2 separate regions of the Zea mays genome follow, and region 1 is linked to region 2. The links are chromatin contacts, called in public Hi-C maps. All regions are on one chromosome and are shown on one strand. The core of a region is the stretch at or near the end of the contact, and the rest is flanking DNA. Distances in the headings are between cores, read along the strand shown. Region 1 holds the start of LOC100501378 (U-box domain-containing protein 4). Region 2 holds the start of LOC100384671.

Evidence for each region. A called contact is a pair of places that touch in the nucleus more often than the background predicts.
Region 1: a Hi-C map of leaf shows a contact between it and region 2, with 9 times the contacts expected there. The contact joins the promoter of LOC100501378 here to the promoter of LOC100384671 in region 2. A contact is called at or near these places in 5 of 25 Hi-C or Micro-C datasets (bundle sheath, ear, leaf and 2 more).

The regions. Positions count from the first base shown.
Region 1 is chr6:8,161,547-8,164,258 of Zm-B73-REFERENCE-NAM-5.0, reverse strand. LOC100501378 (U-box domain-containing protein 4) reads right to left here and starts at 1,439. Exons shown (of 5, transcript XM_008650141.4): 1 at 1,032-1,439.
Region 2 is chr6:7,868,702-7,871,602 of Zm-B73-REFERENCE-NAM-5.0, reverse strand. It overlaps LOC100384671, which reads right to left and starts at 1,357. Exons shown (of 1, transcript NM_001357546.1): 1 at 1-1,357. The coding sequence starts at 1,256.

The DNA of each region.
Region 1 (2,712 bases), core at 190-2,689, 290 kb before region 2:
CCCTTTTTGATCCACAATAATGTAGAATATGCATATCCGCCAATCTAGATGTTGACTGATAGCGTGTGTGATGTGCATAAAAATGACAACAAAAAAATTGTAGGCTCTGTGTGTGCTGACTCTGAACATAGAAAGGTAAGGGTGTGAATGAAGAATAAACAGAGAATGTTTGTCCTAACTTTATGTTTTAGTGATCCCAGTTAGCTTTCCTTTTCCTGATTCATCAGCGTGCCGTAAAGGTCGAAATGGCCATTACGGTTCCACGGTATGCTGGAGACAACACTGTGTACCGTTACGCGCGAATGCAACAGAATCTAGGCCGGGACGAAGCCGGGGCATAGGTAACCGACAACGATTGAATTGAGCAGCAGATGTCATGAGTACGGCAGCTAGCGCGAGTAATAACGGCTCCGAAAGGAGTGGGGTGGGGGGACATGTGGCGTATGCAGTATTGCAATTGCAGGAAGCAACGGTCAGCAGCGGTGTTGCTGCAGTGGCGGCAAGGGCCAAAGCAGTAGCTGAATTGGTCGTGATAATAAGCTAATAGTTTTAAATGCTAACATCATAGTTAACCTAGGATTTGAATACGAGGCGTAGGGAAGGAAGGTTTTGAGCAGCTAAGTACTCGTACGTCCCTACCTTCCTCGCTAAGAACATGGCATCTCAGTGATGGAGGCAGGCGGGAAGCAAAGCAACCTATTTGGACGCGGGGGGAGCGCGCCAAATGCTGGGCCGCGGCTGGAACGGCGCTGGGCGGGGCTCCGGCCCCGTGCTGAGGCGAAGGGAGGGCGCGGGAATGGGGTTTGCTGGGGGGAGATTCTGGGCCGGGGCGCGGACCTCTAGGGGACCGGTAGGGTGGACGGAAGGAGCGAGCGGGAGGAAGCAAAAGCATGGGGGGAGAGGGACGGAGGGAAGCGATGATCCGCGCGGGTGACGGCGAAGTAACCCTAGCGAGCGAGCGAGCGGGCGGGCGGGATTGAGGGGGAGCGGGGTTTGAGGAGCGGGGAGAGGAGGGGAGGGTGGAGACTCACCTGACCTGACCTGGAGTCGTGTGTCGGCGACGGCGGTGGGGACGGAGGAGATCCGGGGGCGGATGGACGGCGGTGGGCCTGGTCGGAGGGATCCCTTTCCCCTCTCTGTCTGTCTGTCTGTCTCTCCTCTCGTCCGGCGACGCGCAGCGGAGGCGACAGGCGAGGAGCTGACGATGAGACTCGACTACGCGAAGGCGAGGGCGAGAAGAGGAGAGAGAAGGGGGAGAACTCGTCGCCGAGGACGAGGAGAGCCAGAGGGTGGTGGAGTGGTTGGGCTCGGCAGGCACGGCACGGGTTTGGTGGGCCTGGCCTGCTTCGTTGCACTGGATTGGTCCAGGCAAACAAGCGAGAAAGAGAGAGAGGGACAGGGTGGCAGCCACCCAACCAAACCAAACCCAAGCAATGACGCGGTCGCCGGTCGGGGTGGAGCCTTGTTCGCCGTCGCCGACGACTGTTCCGTTCCGTCGACTAGGAACGTTGACCTGTGCGTCAAAGCAATAGTAGTATAGTTTGTTTGCTGGGCCAACAAGTATAAGGCCGAGTCGGCCTTCGATGGAGTTGCGCCGGCCCGCCACGCCCACACCAACCAGACGACCCCAGCCGTCTGTCTGCTGGCTGAAGTTGACGGCCGGTAGCTAGCTAGCAATTAAGCCAGAGTTGGGCAGCTAGCTAGCTTGGATCCTGGAGTGCTGCCGCATCGTATCGCATCGCATGCAACAGGAAACAACTAGCTGTTGGCGTATCCTGCTTCTGCAAGATGAGACGCGAACGGTGCTTTGTCTGATGGGTCAAGGTCGTTCCGTGTACCGGGAAGACGAAGACGACGACGGGTGACTGTGGCGGCCTGCCACGCGCACCAATGCAAGCAACGAGAAGAAGAAGAAGAAGAAGACGAGGACGAGTGGACGACGACTCGGTCTGGGTGAGGGCAGGGTCAGAGTAGTCTCCTGTTTGCAGCTGCGTGCGAATGGTCCTTCGTGGCCCTGACCGACGACTGACTACACTACGTCGACGCGGCAGGCATGCGACTGCCGACTTCGACTGCGACTGCGTTTGGGAGCAGAGCAGGAGCAGCAGCTGATTGCTTGATTCATTCAATCATCCGACAACGTTTATAGTCATCATCATCAGAGCATGATGCATGGCATGGCATCTGATACGATTCGCAGGCAGGGGAGACAGCCAAGCCAATGCATGGATAATGCAAGAATCCTATATATATTTCCATGCATGCATGTGCCCGCCAACGATGCATGCATTGCATTCCACGTCGACCGGATGCATTGCTGGACGCGCGCGTGATGAAGGCGGCGCAAAACAATGCCGCCGCAAAAGCGGCGGCGCCCGGCCCCACTCCACCGTCGCGGACGCGGTGGCGCCGTCACATGACGACGCCCACGCACCTAGGCAAAACGCATCCACCGCCTCGGCGGCACGTGCTCGCCTCGCCGTCCACAGCCACGCGGCCACGCCCCCCCTCTAGCCTCGCGTCCGCCGGCGGTCGACGCTCGCCGTCCACGGCCACGCCTCCCCCGCGCGCTCACCAATACCATGAGCATGAGGATCGGCTGCACCTGCTTGCCCCGAGGCCGGTCCAGCAGCGGTCAAGTGGAGCCGCACAAAAGCACTCACGCGCGGGGCACCGCCTGTACAAACTCCGATGCTGCCCCCACTCTCTTCG
Region 2 (2,901 bases), core at 108-2,607:
ACCGCGACGGCCAGGGTCTTGGCCTTCTTCTTCCCGGCGTCGCCTCCGGCTGCCGGTCCCGCCCTGCCGTTGGCAATGAGGATCCTGGACGCGTTCAGCGGCGTCGCGCAGGCCCGGCAGACGGCGAGCTCCTCGCCGCCCTCGGCGCCGCCGGTGCCGCAGAGCGCGCCGGAGCCCGAGATGATGTCGCAGGGGCAGCTCTTCTTGCGCGCGCACGCGCCGGGCATGGTGCTGTTGTAGACTAGGCTACCGCCGGCGCCGAAGCGGTCGCTCCTCCCCCAGCACGCGACGGAGTAGTTGCTGTTGAGGATGCCGCACACCGCGTCGCCGTCGGCCTCGATGGCCAGGAAATCCGCGGTCCTGTACTGGTCCGGCACCTGGACGGCGCCCCAGCACCGGACCCTGCCGCTGCCGGAGAGGATGCAGGTCGTGCCGTTGCCGAGCGCCATGGCCAACATGTCGTCCGGCAGCTCGTGTGCCGGCACCTCGGGGACGTCGCCGTCGCCGTCGCCCCAGCAGGCGAAGCCGCCCTCCGCGTCGACGGCGCACGCGTGGCGGTGGCCGGCGGCGACGGTCCTCAAGGGCGCGGGGTCGGGCGCGAGCGACGGCGCCGCCATGGCGCCGTAGCAGCTCATGCTGGTGTTGTCGAGCTTGTCGATGCCGCAGAGGAAGTCGTGGCCCAGCGCGATGCGGGAGAAGTCGAGGCCTTTGGGCAGGTCCAGGTGCGGCCACTCCCAGCAGGTGGGGTCGTGGTCGTCGGAGAGGCCGCAGACGTGGGATCCGCCGGCGCTGAGCGAGCGCAGCGACGGGCCCCAGTAGAGGCGGCGCCCCACGGGGCGGGATCGGTTGGCGGCGAACTCCTCGGTGAAGGACCACCAGCGCATGGCGGCGTGGCCGCCGAGCGGCGCCATGAGGCCGCAGAGGAAGTCGGTCCCGGCCGCGATCGCGTTGTAGGGGATGTCGGCGGAGGGGTACACGAACTGCTCGCCGTCGGGGAGCGACGTGCAGCGCAGCTGCTTGGAGCCCGGCGACCCCGCGTCGTCATCGGCGGCGGCGGTGACGAGGGCGCAGACGAGCGTGGCGTTGGGCGCGTGCGAGATGGCGACCGTGGAGAACTGCCGCGCCGCCGAGCAGACGTCGGCGACCAGGAGGACGGCGACGAGGAGGGAAAGAAAAAGCCTCGTGGTGGTGGTGGTGGTTCTTAGCTGGAAAAGACGGCGGTGGCCGGCCGCATGGTCATGGCAAGACATTGGCATCCGGAGGGAGAAGACGACATGAGCGCGCGGTGAACGGCGATGGCACGCGAGAGCGAGGAGGAATCGGGAATCGAGGAGGGGAGAGTGGGTGGGTGCTGCTGCTGCCGCCGCTGCCTTGGGCTTTGCTTGGATTTGGCTTTTTGTTTCTTTCTAGTAGGTGGGGTGGTGGGCCGCGTTGGAGGGAAAGAAACGCGGTTCCGTTGAACTTTTCTAGCGTTATACCTTTTCTTTCTTTCTTTCAAAATGTTGGTTCCGTAGAAAGGTTTGGACATAGCCTTGGCCGCCTCAGCAGATTCTGAAGGCCCCGTCCTTCCAATATCACTTCATATCATGCACCTGACGTGCAAACATTGAAACCAATGTTATTCGAATGATGTTAAATAGAAATAATATGCCATGCATCTCACAAATTGTCAAAAAAAAAAGAAGGAAAGGAAAGAAATTAAGGAGCAAAAGCATCCTCGTTCCTTAGCCGCAGTAGGACTCAGACAAAGTTATGAAAATTGCCATAGGACCCAACGCAACTACTGTCGTCTTGCTTGGACAGTGGTGATAAAAAGAATCACTAAAGTCAACTCTAAAAAGAAAATGATCAATTCCGTCATACTTTGATTAGATTGCTGACCCAAGAATCCTAGTTTAAAATGCAGATCTAGGTTGGTACTTGGGCAGCAATAAGGTTATCATACCTTCCAATCCTTAGATAGCCCCACAACTGTCTTTCCATAAGCAATGGAAAAAATTAAGCATTTTAGCTTTCCTCCTATCTTCGCCAAAAGCATCCATCCTAAAATGGAAACACTAAACTTAATTCAACTCCATAATCTCGGCCTCAGCATGGTCTCGAGCGACGTCTCGCTGTAGAGCAACTATCTGTGTGTTGACGCCTTTTTGGAGGCGCCAATCACTTCAAAAGAACCGGCGGCGGTGCTCTCTGGTCAGGCGCGGACGGTCAGCGGCACAGGGCCGGACGGTCCGCGACCTGGCGTGAGGCGGCGGTTGTAACACCCCTGGTGTTACGATTACTAAAACTCTGACATGTCATCATCAGCATTTGCATTAACTTGCTTGATACACTTAGAATGCATTCACTAGGATCCAAAATAATCTAAGTATGATGTTGTGATTAATGAAGAGTGAAGGACCTGGTTTTGAAAATCTCAGTTTAGAGCTCCAAAAGTGGAACTTGTGATTTGGCAATAATTTGCCAAAAGGTCAAATTACCAAATTTATAGAGTTCTCCAACCCAAACAACTTTCAGGTATAGAGATTTCCATGTTTTATAGGAAGAAGTGGAGAAAACTCAAAAATTAACTTTTTGGACCTAAGGTTGGATGGCTGGAAACAATATCAAGTAGTTGTCTTTGAATCTTCATAACTTTTGATATATAGGCAATTTGAAGATGGTCACAGTAGCAAAGCTGTAGAGCTACACTAGATGTGTAAATTTGTTTAAGCTACGTAACCCTAAATTCATATGGAACTAGGTGGAAACTGGTCCAAAGTGGGAATGTCAGAATCTGAATTTCAGACTGCAATATCTGAAACTGAAGATTTTATATGCTGAAGCAACTTTGGAAGCCTGTTGGTGGCTAATCCATACAGCTATGGGTTACAGTTTATGTACCAAAGTGGAAGACCACAT